Regions from separate parts of the Mus musculus genome. Here all the other regions are linked to region 1. The links are chromatin contacts, called in public HiChIP or PLAC-seq and promoter capture Hi-C maps. All regions are on one chromosome and are shown on one strand. The core of a region is the stretch at or near the end of the contact, and the rest is flanking DNA. Distances in the headings are between cores, read along the strand shown. Region 1 holds the start of Copb1 (coatomer protein complex, subunit beta 1). Region 2 overlaps Pde3b (phosphodiesterase 3B, cGMP-inhibited). Region 3 overlaps Rras2 (related RAS viral (r-ras) oncogene 2).

Region 1 (4,731 bases), core at 1,068-3,567:
AATATAGTTAAAAAGTGTAAAAAGTCTTATTAAAAATTATAAGAATTGGCAAAGCAACAGAAGAATTTGATATCAGTTAAGCTCCATGCTTTAAAGTGCAAAACCATTCATGTTGCCAGTGGCATGTTCAGGTGCAGGCCTAAAATGCTAGCTGTAAGTGACTCAGTCATGAAGAACCTGGAAGTTTAACGTAAGGACCACAACACTGTGGCCCTAAACTGCTGAGCTTCCTTGTTGCTAAACCTAATCTCTACACCTTGTTTGGTGTAATTTCTTTCTATCACCTCTCAGTAAGTCAAGTGATCTTGGAGAACTAGTAACTGCGTTTGTGATGATTCCATGTGAAAAAAGCTGAGTACACAAAAGAAACATGCTTGAATGCATCTCATTCTCAGAGAATTGTGCTGAATAAAGAAAGCTAATCTCAACAATTCTGTTGTATGATTCCATTTAAATGTCAGGATGGATAGATAGTTGCCCGGGTTAAAGTGGGCACCTGGCTGTGACAGCTGGTGGGCAGTAGGAGCGATCTCTGGTGGAACAGTTCTTTATCTGACTGTTGATCATCATACTGAACTAAACATATTGTTTAGAAGCAAGTACATAAGTGAGATTCTATAAACTGGTGAAGTCTCAGTGAGGAGACATGTCAGTTTCCTGCAAGACTTCCCGAGACAGAGGAACTGGGTGAAGAGTAGAGGGCTGTTAGAATCATGTTGTCTTACAATTACCTAGATTAAAAACATCTTTTAAGCATAAGCCAGACGTGATAGCGCTTGTTTGTAATTTTTTAATGTATTGGATGCTTTGAAAGAATAGCAAGAGGCCATTCTTTTTTTTTTGTTTGTTCTTTTGTTGTTATTTTGTTTTCTGGTTTTAGCCCTGGCTGTCCTGGAACTCACTCTGTAGACCAGGCTGGCCTCCATCTCAGAAATCTGCCTGCCTCTCCCTCCTAAGTGCTGGGATTAAAGGCATGTTGTACCACCGCTGACTGGCCGAGACCATTCTTTTTTTTTTTTTTTAAAGATTTATTTATTATTTTATGTAAATACACTGTAGCTGTCTTCACACACTCCAGAAGAGGGAGTCAGATCTCATTACGGATGGTTGTGAGCCACCATGTGGTTGCTGGGATTTGAACTCTGGACCTTTGGAAGAGCAGTCGGGTGCTCTTACCCACTGAGCCATCTCACCAGCCCGGCCGAGACCATTCTTAAATAAAGAGTAGAAATGATAGCGCTTGTTTGTAATCCCAGCACTTGGGAGGCTAAGGCAGGAGAGGAGTAGATTGGGAGTTGGCCAGCCTGGGCAGTAAGACTAAAATCAAAATTCCGAGAGGTAGCTGTTCTCTGTGCTGGAAATATGTAGCCTCTGGTATATTTTGAGTGGTGGGGATTTGTTTTTTAAACCCAATGTTTCCAGAAAAGAGAATTGTTAGAATAGCTGCATTCCAGGTAAATGAGAAAACAGTTTGTATTCTGTATCCTGCAAGTGAGGTTAGCAGGTTTTGTATACACAGTATGTGTATCCATGTTGTAATCCCAACTCCTCAGAAACTGAAGATCACCTTTCAAGACCAGTCTGGCAATCATACTTAAATTTTTTAATGTATTGGATGCTTTGAAAGAATAGCAAGAGGCCATTCTTTTTTTTGTTTGTTCTTCTGTTGTTATTTTGTTTTCTGGTTTTAGCCCTGGCTGTCTTGGAACTCACTCGTAGACCAGGCTGGCCTCCATCTCAGAAATCTGCCTGCCTCTGCCTCCTAAGTGCTGGGATTAAAGGCATGTGCCACCACTGACTGGCCGAGACCATTCTTAAATAAAGAGTAGAAATGATAGTTGTCAGACAACTTCTGATACTCCAATAACTCCAGTTAACTGAATAAAGTCAGATTCAGGTCACCAGAGGTGTTAAGCCCTCAAGTGTATTTTCATATAACCTAGTCATCTTATTAAGGTCTCTGAAATCATCTGCCTAAGAATTGGTTGTTTCCAGTTTATAAGTGAAAGGAAGAAGAAAGTCTGCAGGACTTTTCTGTTTCTCTTTTGTACAGTTTAGTTCCTGGGAAGACAATTCCTAAGGAACTGCTAACTGACCACAGCGCTTAAGTCAGCTCCCAACTCGCTGGGAAAACTAAAATACTTGTTTACACTGCTGCAGAAACCAACTCTGAGAGAGGAAGAAGACAACACACTTCCAGGGCGCAGCTCAGGGCGGAAGAGGCTTGTCCTTTCTGGGTCTCCGTACAGGCTCTGTAGCTGCATCCTTGCTGGTCTCCCCGCCCCCTTCCACGTCAGCCAAGGACTTGGTGGAGCCGTCGCGGCAGCGGCTGTCCGGACCGGTAGTCGGCGGTCCCACGGTTCCCTCCCGGCCTCCGCCCCTCGGAGCCAGGTAGCGACCTGGGCCCCCGAGCCGCGGGGTTGCGGCGGTCGCGCGGGGTCAGCGAGCCACCGGATGGGGAGATGCCGGGCGCTTGACTAGGCCGCGGCGACGGGCGGTGGGGGCGGGGAGCTGGGCCGCGGTCCCCTGGGCGGTGGGACAGGGGTCTGCGCCGCCTGAGGCCTGACCCTGCATAGACAGAGGCCGGTGAGGGGCGGCCGGGATTCCCACGGGGGACCCGCCACAGCCGAGGAGTCCCAAGGTTCTGCAGCGTCTTCGCTCGCGGGCCGCCCTCCTGGAGCAGATCCGACTGTGTTAGGTTGGCAATCACGGCCCCGTGACGTGGTGCTCCGGGTTGTCACTGTGGTGTGGACCTCGACTCCACAGCTTTGCACACCCTGGGTCGGGGAGTGGACGGGTACGGGGACTGAGTGATTGTCACTAGAGTTCACGGAAGGAGAAGGTGGGGAGAGCTCTACAGGTCGTCCGAAGTCACACGCGAAGAACTTCAGGCAGTTTAGAAGATCACGACTGATTTGCGGAATTTGTCTCCCTTTTTTTTTTTTTTTTCTAATGATGTTTGTATTCATTTTTGTAGATTTTCCTGGCACCTTTCGTCCTTTTCATCTTGTATTGGGTTGATTATAAACAGAAACCATGACGGCAGCCGAGAACGTGTGCTATACGTTAATTAACGTGCCAATGGATTCAGAACCCCCTTCGGAAATCAGCTTAAAAAATGACCTGGGTAAATAGTTTCTTAACTCAAATAGGAATTATTTTAATTGATAGATTAAAAACGTAAAAGATGGACAAATTAATATGGTGTTTTTTAATACATATCTATATGGTCTGATATTTAAATCCTGTCAAATATAATTATCTCAAACATTCATCTTTTCTTCATAGTGAAAACATTTCACATTCTTTCATAGAGATTTTTTTATTTTTTTGAGATTTTAAAAATATATATACAGTATATAGTTATTAATTGTAGTATACAGTGTCATACCTGAACTTTTTTATCTTGTACTCAGCAGCCATTGACCAATCCGCCTCTCCCAGCCTTCCTTCCTTCTTACTCTCCTAGGCTCTGTGAGCCACGGTCCTTTTTTTTTCTTTTTGTTTTCCTTTTTCCTTCTTAAATAAAGCCTTACTCTTTCCCTAGGTCAGCCTGGAACTCACTAATAGGCCAGGGCAGCCTCCAACTTATGTCAGGTCTTAGTTCAGCCTCCAAGGGTTACAGGTGCAGGCCACTATTCACCTTTTACTTTCAACTTCTCTGATGATGTAAGTTAATACTTCATAAAATGTTTCTACTCTCAACCTCCTTTCACCTGAGGAAGTTTCTTATTTATTATGTGTGTATGTGCACAAAAATGTGCTAGTCATGTATGTATAAAGTGAATTTATATGTGAGGCCAGGGGTAAACCTTAGGTGCCTCCCTCAATCATACTCCACCTTACTTGTTTTTTTTTAGACTTTGGATTTTTATAAGATTTATTTTTAATTGTGTATATGGGGAGGTGCCCGTGTGTGTAATGCTCAGGAAGGCCAGCTGTGTAGGCTCCTCCTGGAACTGGGAGCCACTCGATGTGGGTTCTCTGCAAGCGCATTATGTGCTGTTAGCCACTGAGCCGTTTCCAGTTCTCAGTCTTATTCTTTACTATTTATTAGTGGGAAGTGGGGAGACAAACATGCATAGCACCAGTGTAGGTGTCAGCTCTCTCCTACCATGTGGGTTTTAGGCATTGAACTCAGGTGGTCAAGCGTGGCAACAAGTGCCTTTTACCTGCTGAGCATGCTCAGTGGCTCCCTTCACATGCTTTTTAGACAAGGGATCTCTCACTGACCCTGAAGCTTGCTGACTTAACTAGACTAGCCGGCCAGCAAGTCCTAGCGATCCTCTTGTTTCCGCCTCCCCTTAACGCACTAAGGTTATAGGCGTGTGCTATGCCTGACTTTTACATGGGTGTAGAAATTGAACTCAGATCCTCAGTGCTTATGTGGCCAGCACTTTACTTACTGAGCCATCTCTCCAGACAACATTTTTTTTTTATTTGTCTTATTTTTTGAGTCAGGGTTTCTCTGTGTAACAGCACTGGCTCTCCTGGAACTCACCTTGTAAACCAGACTGGCCTTGAACTCAGAGATCTACCAGCCTCCTAAGTGCTGGGATTAAAGATGTGCTCCACTATGCCCCGCCCCATACAAAGAATACATTTTTAATCATACATTATGATAGTACAATTCAATCACAGACTAATTTGATGACCATAGGAAAACAAAAAACCTTGTAAGTATAGTAAAAGCATTGCAGCTCATACCATACAGTTTGAGATCTGAGCTGA
Region 2 (4,731 bases), core at 1,002-3,501, 250 kb before region 1:
ACAGCATTATCGACTCACAGCTGGAGTTTGTACTGCTCCCTCACCTGCACTATGATGACTAAGGATACATTGTGTATGTTTTCTCCTGGTATATTCTGGACTGTAATACTACTGAGTCATGTAAATCTACATGTAACTTTCTAGAAACTGTCAAATGTTTTTGTACAGGGTCCAAACTCCTCTGCACCCTTTCACAAGTGACTCTCCCTTTGACTTTAGCTATTCTACGTAGAGTATTGCTGTGATCTGTGTAGTAGTAATTGCATTTCCCTAACAATGTCAGCCATCTTTTTCTATTTAATTATCCAGTTAGCTTTTTTTTGTCAAATGACTTTCACTGAAATACTACCACCCTCTCCTCCTACTCCTCCTCTTCTTCATGTTTTATTTGTTTTATGTTATTTTTGACACAGGTTTTACTAGGTACCCAGGCTGACCTCAAATTCATGATCTTTTTGCCCCCTCTTCCTGCATTCATACTATAAGTACTTTACTCCATTTTTATCTAAGTAGTCTGACATACTACTATTAAAATTTTAAAGCTCTTTATACTACTTGGATACAATTTCTATTTAGACAAATAATTTGCAAATATCTCCTGTTACTCTGGATTTGTCCTTTCATTTTCTTATTAGTACCTTTGAATAATAATCCCTTTTATTTCCTTTTTTTGCCTCCTTCTTTAGGTACCAGTGGGTACTGAACTAGGACCTTATTGGTGGTGGTAGGTAAAAGCTCTACCACTGAGCTATATCCTCGGCCCCCTTTTTACTTTTAAATTTTAAGGCAGAGGACTAGGGGGATGGTTCCGCAGTTAACAGTACTATCTGTTCCCCCAGAAGAACTAGGTTCAACTTCTGGCACCCACATGGTGGCTCATGGTGGTTATGGTTAGTTACCTGTAACAAAAATTCCGAGAAACCAATGCCTTCTTCTGGTCCCATAGGCAATGGATGCACACAGTGCATAGACATACATGCAGGCAAAACATATACACATAAATTTTTAAAAGTTGGAAGTTTCAAACATGTTTCATTAATTTTCAGAGAATGGCCTTTATCTATTGTCTAACCAGGCTGGCCTTCACTCTGTAACCCAGGCTGTATACTCCCAAGTAGCTATCAAAGCCTGCCCCAACAGGTTTAACTAAGCTTTAAATTGCTAAAGCCAATTTTTTTCTATTAGAAGTGGTTAAATTTGTACTTAAAAATTATTTTTTCCCAAATTTCTCTCTTTCTAAGTAAAATGTAAGACCTTTAGGAATGGAGCTCAGTTGTAGAGTCCTTGTCAAATAAATATTCACAGCGCTCTCATTTCAAACCTCAGCCACATAAACAATAAGTTAAATATAATAAAAAATTAATAATATTATCTCTTTTGAATTACAGATGTTAGCAGTGGATATAAGTTTTATCAAGTTGAGGAACTATTTAGTCTATTGTAAGTTTGTTTCTGTCAACAAACAAAATTGTTATTGCTTCTTTTCTCTCTGGACACTATCATGTGATCTTATTTCTCTCTTTATTTGGTATATATTATTTATTAACCTTTGGATACCCCATGATTCTTGCATTTTGGAATCCCATGTGACCACAGGGGACATTTTTAGATTTGCATATGAAAGATATCAGTCTGTTGCCTGTTCTTGTGATGACTCCATGTGGTGTTTGAGTAACACAAGTCAAATGAGTAAGCTGCAAGGTTGTGTTGTTTTGGGAAGTGTGTGTGAAAGATTAGTCAGTCTTCTTTTAAACAACCTTATCATATGTAAATTACATAAACAAACAAACAAATAAATAAATATGTTTTTAAAACCTGTTGAGTTGTATACATTTAAAAGTGAATTTTATAGTCCAGAAAGGATTGGCAAGAGCCTATTTCTCTGTTACCCTTTTGCCTAAGATATAGCCTTTTAGAGCTTATACGTTCCATAACAATTTTTTTAAGTTATGGAATAGCTAAAATTTCATCAATAGCATTTCTTGTCTGAGGGTATCAAATGCTTCCAAATGACACTAATCATTTCTCTCAATACCTTAAAACTACATAATCCCTTTCAAACATAAATTGTGTGGTACAGGTTTCCACATTACTAATTCCACTCTTTATTAAAACTAGCCATAACCAAAGACTATATTCATCTGTACAACACATTTCTTGCTCTTAAAAATATGCCCAGCACCTGTCACTCGTTAGTCACTCTTACTAATCCTGGAGAACAAGTAAAAACCACTGTACTGCCCACCATGGAGATGAGGAAGTGTGAGCTGTGATGTCATCAGTGTGGAGTACTCTCCTGCATTTCACCACAGAAAACAAAAACCCAGAAATGTAAAACTAGGGAAATGGATGTTTAAACAAGCACTGTAAAACTAGCCTTGAACTCAAAATACATACAACTAATGCATTCTCACCTGATTTTTCACTGGGGTGGTCTGTACCATCGGGTTCACATGTTGAAACATATTTGAGTATTTGGTGTCCACAGCTAGTAGAATAAAACAGATAAATGTATATATGATAAATGAAGTTTTGTTTTATTTTACCTAAACATAACTAGGAAATCTGCCTGAATTTTAAATGAGATCTCAACTGTAACATATCCTAAGACGTTAATCTGTGCATGAACCTGAATGGTATTATTTAGGAAACTCCTGTGTCCTTAAAGGAAATAACATACATTTGAAAGTCAATTGTGGTGTCTAAGTTAAAACCCTGTATTTCTAAAAAGACCAAATCAACAAAGGACTGCAACATAACCACAAAGTAGTGTATATTAAATAATTCTGTTTACTGAAACGATATGAGGAGTAAAATACCACTGTATTTCACCTCAGAAAGAAATTATTTATCTGAGAAATAATAGCATTAAACTGAGAAAAGCTTTATTTAAAACTACTACATATATCAACGGATACAATTTTAATATATCCTCCACTTATAATACAGAATCAGAAAACTGCTAATTCTTTTAAGAGAACTTGTGATCTAAAACAAAAACAAAGTGGCCATGGTACTGACCTGCTACACAGATTGCTGTCAGAGTTCCTAAGGTACTGATGGAAATCTGCTGCACTTGATACACTGCCCAGTGATCTATGTAAAATAATATTTGGCTTAGTAAGAAAATCAGTGGTATCAGGAAATCCTATGGGTGATCGATTAGTTAGAGAGCCAGCAGACACTGGTACATGGCTTGAAGAATTCAGAAGACTGTGGCTGGGCAAAGCACCTAAAAATTAAGAGAGAGGATATATAAATAAGTATGGATTTATGAGTATGCATTCACTGTATGTGTTTTGAGTTTTCATAAAGAGCATTTGCCTCCTAAAAAATTCAATCACTTAATAAGTTTGTATTTATGCTGGGCTTTGATACAGTCTAAGAATTTAAGCATCTGGTATATTTGTCTGGCATAACAACATATACAATGTAAAAACTGAGTTCCTTTAAACATCTATCTGCACAGCAGAAATTTTTTGAGTTCACATGGGTCTTGATCTTTTATGTTTTATGAAAGGCCTGTGATTGCAAGAAAAAAAGAAAAACAGATCAGCTTTTACATTCTATTAAAAAAAAGCTTGACAATCCACATGACAAAATGTACTGAAATTTTTTCTTAATTCATAATATTCAATATTGAAAAACTAAAGTTCGTAACAACATTAAGCAAACTGACAAATTTCTACTAGCACAGGGATGGGTCCTTTTAAAAGAAACATCCACGAGCTTCCACCTCATTCAACAAACACTTAGAGACTACTTTATGCTAAAAATGTGTTGAATTTCACTATGTTCATAGCAGCCTTATTTATAATAGCCAGAAGCTGGAAAGAACCCAAATGTCCCTCAACAGAGGAATGGATATAGAAAATGTGGTACATTTACACAATGGAGTACTACTCAGCTATTAAAAATAATGACTTTATGAAATTTGCAGGCAAATGGTTGGGATCTTGAAACTATCCTGAGTGAGATAACCCAAGTCAAAAAAGAACACACATGGTATGTACTCACTGGTTAGTGGATATTAGCCAAAAAAAAAAAAAAAAAAGCAAAGCTTGAAATACCCATGATACAACTCACAGACCATATGAAACCCAAGAAGATGCTACAGTCCTACTCAGAAGGGGGAAGAAAATAATCTTTGAAAGTAGAGGGAGAGAGGGACCTGGGAGGGAGACAGGAGGAGGAGGGAAAAAGGGAGCAAGTTCAGATAAGAGAGAGAAAGGAGAAGTATCAGGGTCAGGAATTTGAAAGGAGGCATATAGCAGTGGGAGAGGGGGACCTAGGGATAGCCACTAGAAAGTCCAGATGCCAGGGACCCAAGAGGTTCCCAGGACCCAACAGAGAGGACATTAGCCAAAATACCCAACAAGGGCGAGATAGAACCCATAGAGACCATATCCAGTGGATAGGCATGGCCCCTGTTTGAGGGCCACCCACCACCTCAAAAATAATAATCCAGAATTGCTCCTGTCAAAAGGAAATGCAGGGACAAAGAGTGAAGCAGAGTCTGAAGGTAAGGGCATCCAGAGACTGCCTGTAACTGTCAGGTTACAGGCTGGGAATTTTCTACCCTCATACTAAATATTTTACCACAATTATCATTTTACAAAATCAGTACACTTTCCTAAAAAAATTTCTCTTGTTCTGGATCTGTACCTATTTCAAGTCAGTAAAATATTTTTTTATGTTTTATCTAAATGCTAATATCAAAGTATATAGTAC
Region 3 (4,731 bases), core at 867-3,366, 190 kb after region 1:
GAGACTGCTGATGGCTAAGTGTCCTCACCAGCTCAGGGAAGTGGGTTCCTGGCTCCCCATCACTGATGGCTTTCCCCACCGCCGTATTTTGAGATTGTGGCTGTGTCCAAGATGGCAAGGCCCTTACTATGGGGAAGTAAGGTGTGTGAGCTGTGCTATGGAGTGTCAGGTCTAGAGCTGCCTGGCCCGGGGAGTTCATGGTGGGATTTTTTTAAACTGGAACAAAAATCTGTTTAATTTTATTGAAGTCCCAAAGATGGAGAATAAAGCTTGTGGTGCCCCATTCTCCTCATTCCAAGGACATCGCACGCTTAGGTCACACTCATCTCCAAGGAAGTGTTCAAAGTTCAGGGTTCTAATAAGAAAGCTTGCAGAGAGCTGCGATGTGTTCTAGGTGCCTTCTTTCCATTTCTAGGGAGTACACGAGAGACTTCTTCCGTGTGTGTGTGCATTTGTGTGTGTGCATGCGTGCACATGTGCATGTGCGTTTGTGTGTGTGTGTCTCCCAGTTCTCTCTTGAGGCCAAGAAGAGGGTGTCGGATCCCCTAGAGTACTGGTTCTCAACCTTCCTAATGCTGTGGCTGACCCCCAACCCTAAAATTATTTTTGTTGTTACCTCATAACTATAATTTTGTTACTTTTAATGAATCGTAATGTAAATACCAGTGTTTTCCTATAGTCTTAGGTGACCCTGTGAGAAGGTGGTTTGGAGGAACCCCCCCACCCCAAGGTTGAGAACTGCTGCCCTTGGGGTTGTTGGAGTTATACCCCTAGGGGTAGTTGTGAGTCACCAGAGTGACTGAGGATCAAAATCAGACCCGCTGGAAGCTATGGAGTTTTACCACTGAGTCATCTTGGCTCTGACCCTTGGGTTGCCTTTGAAGTTCTCTTTATGTAGGCCAAATGGTGGGACCTCTAGCAGTCCTCTGAGAGCTTGGCCTTGTGGGTGCACACGCTGATCAGGCTGGGAATCTGCAGATCCATAGTGCAAGAGGGTGGAGTGGAGGGAACGGAAGAAGCTGCAAGGTGAGCTGCCTGGATGTCCTGACTGCTGGGTGGAGCCCACACAAAGCCACCTATACAGGGACGCCACGCACTGATGGCTAACTGACAGATGACGACTTGCACCAGGAGGGACCCATGAAAGCCTCTTTGATTCAGGGTTGAGAGTTGTAAGTAGGTTTCTCTAGAGCCTGAGAATTTTATGTCACACACCCCATTCTAGGGACTCTCCCAGGAAACCCACAGGCATTCATGAGAAAGAACATCAAAGTTGATTGGTGTGGTCTTTGACTCTATGCTCTCCTTCAGTTCCTACCCAGGAGCCAGAGATAATGTTGGTGTGGAGCAGGAGAGATGCATAATAAAGGACAGTGCTGCCTTGGCCACCCGTGTTTTACTGAGGCGGGGCTGGGTGGGGGGTTGCCAGGTGAGTGCCGGCAAATATGATCGAGACACCGGAAGAGGTGCATTGAATGTTGAAATTAGAAAGTTCCTGAAAACCACTTGAAGAAGATACTAGTTACAGAGTGAAGACAATGTGTGCTCTCTTGGATTCTGTTCAGGAGCAAGGAGCAACTTGTAGAAGGGCCTAGGGAGAAGTTTACATGTAAAGCCCAGCGGGGTTATTTATTTATACATGTCCCACGTGCACATTTGTGAAAAGGGGAAGTGAGGTAACAAGAGAGACACTGAGTTTTACTCAGTCTACCTCATGGCTCTGAAAACGGGTAAACAGGTAGGTGTTAATTACATGCTAATTATATATATACACATATATATATACACATACATACATACATACATACACACACACACACACACACACACACACATATAATCAGATATGCCCCATTACTCTCCTTCTACTGACTCTATTTCTCTTCCTACCTAGTCCCTCTTTATTTGCCTGTAGATTTTATTTTTATGACTCAGTGAGTTTCATTAGGTTGTTTACAGGATCCTAGGTGAGAAAGTAAGATTTTTTTTTTTTGAAGGTTAAGAGCCTTCTTTGTGGGCATGGCTGGAACCTTGCACCTTGTGCACTCTAGGCAAGCGCTTTACCACAGAGCTGCCCCGTCAGCCCCAGGGGAAGAGGCTGGCATGGGAACATGTGATCATTTTCCCGTGAGAGTGTGGGGTATATGCACTGTAATTTAATAGGCCTACTGTGTGTCATGTGTTGTGCTCTGTACACGTGCCCCCCCCTCCCCCCAAGGCAGTGAGGTTTTTTGTTTGTTTTTTTTCTGTCTCATAGGCAAGGAAGCTGAGGTTCAGACGCACACGAGCTGTGTGGTTTCCTACATGGAGGACAAACAGAGCTAATTTACCCTCAGTCTCTTTCTGCTTCTCTCCGCTGCCTACACACACACACACACACACACACACACACACACACACACACACGGGACAGAGGTGGGGAAACTCAGCCAGCGTGTCCCACACTGGGTGGGGAGAATAGAGGACATGGTGGTCACTCGAGACTGGCAGCCTGATTCCCAGGGGCAACGGTGTGGACTTCTGTTCCTTGGAAGAGGGAATGGGTCCTTGCACCTCTTATCTAGGAGGTTATCTTCCTTCTTGCCACATTTAAAGTAGACTTTGGGTTATGCCTACCTTATCCTTTTTAAAAGCAAGATTTATTTATGTATTTTCCGGGCCTGAACGCTTTGCTATCCGTGTGTATGGGCGCTGCATTTGTCCCTGGTGCTTCAGGAGGACAGACTTTTGATCCCTTGGAACAAGAGTTACAGATGGTTGTGAGCCACCACCACGTGGGTGCTGCAAACTGAACGCTGGTCCTCTGCAAGAGTAGCAAGTGCTCTTACCTGCTCAGCCACCTCTTCCGCCCTTGCAGAGTTATTCAGTTCGCCTAAGGGCTCAGGCATCTGTCCAGCGTGGCTTCTGGACTTGACTTTCAATCCCCTGACTGCATAATCATGCATCGTCTCGCCTTGCTGCCTGCAGCCAGCCTTTATAAATCCTCTAATCAAGAAACCAAGCAGCTACCAAATCTCAGGTTCTGCTCTATTTTGTCATAGGGAAATGTAAAACTTGTTCTGTGGGTAAAAGTGTCTGTAGGGCCATGCTGAATTTCAGTGTTCAGGGTAGGCTCTTAAGGACTTTGCATCTAGACTGTTTCAGAATCCCCTCCCAAGAGAACTGGGCAGGACCTCAAGAAGATGACAGGGGTGTGGGTTTATAAATCTTGCCTTTTCTCATATTTTTGGAAATATTCTTCCTTATTTTATAGGCCAATAGAAAATTTGGTATTCAGTGAATTTTTATTAAATAATAATTCTTAGGCTCTGATGACCTTATTAGCATTGGGTCTGAATTTAAACCGTAGTCTTCCTGCTTGTTTATTGAGTGGCCTTGAAGAAGTAGTGCAGTTCTCTGATGTAAAAATGTTTGTAAAAGGGGGGAATCTGTTGGAGGGTCCTTGTGAGGATAAATGAGAAAATCTACTGAGTAATAAGCAAGGCAGATGCGCAGCCGCACTGCCTGCAGGTCTTGCCTGGCCTGTGATTTGCTGGGGAAGGCCTTCTCCTTCCTCTCTGGCAGTGTTCCTGTCTTTACCCTGCTTACATTCTGGCTGGGTGGGGGAAGGAATGGATGATTTAAGGTTTTTTTTTTGTTTGTTTTGTTTTGTTTTGTTTTTGTTTGTTTGTTTGTTTGTTTTTTAATGTACGTGTGTAGCTGAGAGAGGGCAGGAGCAGGGAAGAGGGAGAAAGAAGGAGGAGGCCTAGAAAGTTTCCTGAGGTCAGCTCAGGATGAGGGCATGAACCCTTAGCTTCTCGATTTGACTATGCAGTTCTCTTCATTTTATTAGCATGTATGAATTATACAATAATGACTAAGTGATAGCTACTCATTTTGATCGTATTCACTCCCATTAACCGATCTTGCCCTCCCTCCCACTTCTGCAGAATCCCCCACCCCCACCCCTGTCTTCCCAAATCTAACTCTGTAGCTTTTACAGTTTGCATTTTTTTGTTGTTGTTTTTTTTTTTTTTTTTTTTTGTTTTTTCGAGACAGGGTTTCTCTGTATAGCCCTGGCTGTCCTGGAGCTCACTTTGTAGACCAGGCTGGCCTCGAACTCAGAAATCCGCTTGCCTCTGCCTCCCGAGTGCTGGGATTAAAGGCATGCGCCATCACGCCCGGCTCAGTTTGCATTTTTTTTTTTAAAAAAAATTAGGGTGGAATCTGTCAGATACATGTAGTAGTTCTGTTGTCCATGTAACACACCTGTGCCTTTCAATATCTGATACTTTGAGAGATTTTTTACTTTTTTTTTTAAAATTTATTATTATACCCTTCCTTATTCACTGTGTCCTTTTAAAAGCTGCCAAGCCTCCCGAGTGTGGCATGGGCTCAGAAATGCTCAGGCTTGTGTTTGCCCTGTCCTGTAGTCCCTCTGATCCAGCCCCCTTTCCTCACCAGGCCCGTGAGACTTAACCCAAGTGCTGGATCCCTAGTCTCCGGTGTGGACCAGACTCCACCCTGTGGCAGTGTTTGGGAACTGCACTTTCACACCGGGCTGGCTTTAAGAGAAAGTGGTTGTCGCCACTGCCCCTTGGAATGCGGAAGGGCAATTCATTCTTGTCACCTCTTCCCCATTTTCCTGCTCCACCAAGCCTGCTGCCAGTGAGTAGTCCTCTTTGGAGGCCAAGCAGAGAGTTCGCAGACTGAGGCTATGGAAGCGTGCCTGCTCACCTGGGCGTACCATTT

The links. Promoter capture Hi-C pulls out the DNA fragments that hold promoters and counts their contacts. HiChIP or PLAC-seq counts read pairs in DNA pulled down with a chosen protein or histone mark.
Region 2: a contact with region 1 is called in a promoter capture Hi-C map of the HPC-7 cell line. The contact joins the enhancer-like site here to the promoter of Copb1 in region 1. A contact is called at or near these places in 9 of 39 promoter capture datasets (the 3T3-L1 cell line, 3T3-L1-derived adipocytes, the C10 cell line and 6 more), 2 of 15 datasets of contacts at CTCF or cohesin (CD8 T cells and pro-B cells), 5 of 484 Hi-C or Micro-C datasets (B cells, CD8 T cells, bone marrow-derived DN3 thymocytes and 2 more), 10 of 115 datasets of contacts at active chromatin or transcription factors (the 230-238 cell line, CD8 T cells, bone marrow-derived dendritic cells and 6 more) and 4 of 9 other capture datasets (adipose tissue, liver, macrophages and 1 more).
Region 3: an H3K4me3 HiChIP or PLAC-seq map of the 230-238 cell line shows a contact between it and region 1, with 22 read pairs. The contact joins the enhancer-like site here to the promoter of Copb1 in region 1. A contact is called at or near these places in 9 of 39 promoter capture datasets (the 3T3-L1 cell line, 3T3-L1-derived adipocytes, the C10 cell line and 3 more), 2 of 15 datasets of contacts at CTCF or cohesin (CD8 T cells and large pre-B cells), 2 of 484 Hi-C or Micro-C datasets (CD8 T cells and embryonic fibroblasts), 21 of 115 datasets of contacts at active chromatin or transcription factors (the 230-238 cell line, T-cell acute lymphoblastic leukemia, bone marrow-derived macrophages and 18 more) and 4 of 9 other capture datasets (adipose tissue, embryonic stem cells, liver and 1 more).

Annotation. Positions count from the first base shown.
Region 1 is chr7:114,252,266-114,256,996 of GRCm38.p6, reverse strand. Copb1 (coatomer protein complex, subunit beta 1) reads left to right here and starts at 2,317. Exons shown (of 22, transcript NM_033370.3): 1 at 2,317-2,391; 2 at 2,978-3,127. The coding sequence starts at 3,037.
Region 2 is chr7:114,506,596-114,511,326 of GRCm38.p6, reverse strand. Pde3b (phosphodiesterase 3B, cGMP-inhibited) reads right to left here. Exons shown (of 16, transcript NM_011055.2): 6 at 3,022-3,232; 7 at 2,415-2,488. Among named protein-coding and RNA genes, the nearest start is that of Cyp2r1, 54 kb to the left of the region's middle. Within about 2 kb of position 2,251, at least 10 of the 459 cell types and tissues checked have an H3K27ac peak or open chromatin away from gene starts, as enhancers often do. A contact at or near this core is called in the HPC-7 cell line and bone marrow-derived macrophages, where this site is marked.
Region 3 is chr7:114,066,771-114,071,501 of GRCm38.p6, reverse strand. All of the region lies in intron 1 of Rras2 (related RAS viral (r-ras) oncogene 2), which reads left to right. Among named protein-coding and RNA genes, the nearest start is that of Gm51454, 33 kb to the right of the region's middle. Within about 2 kb of position 2,116, at least 89 of the 459 cell types and tissues checked have an H3K27ac peak or open chromatin away from gene starts, as enhancers often do. A contact at or near this core is called in the 230-238 cell line, CD8 T cells, T-cell acute lymphoblastic leukemia and 4 more, where this site is marked.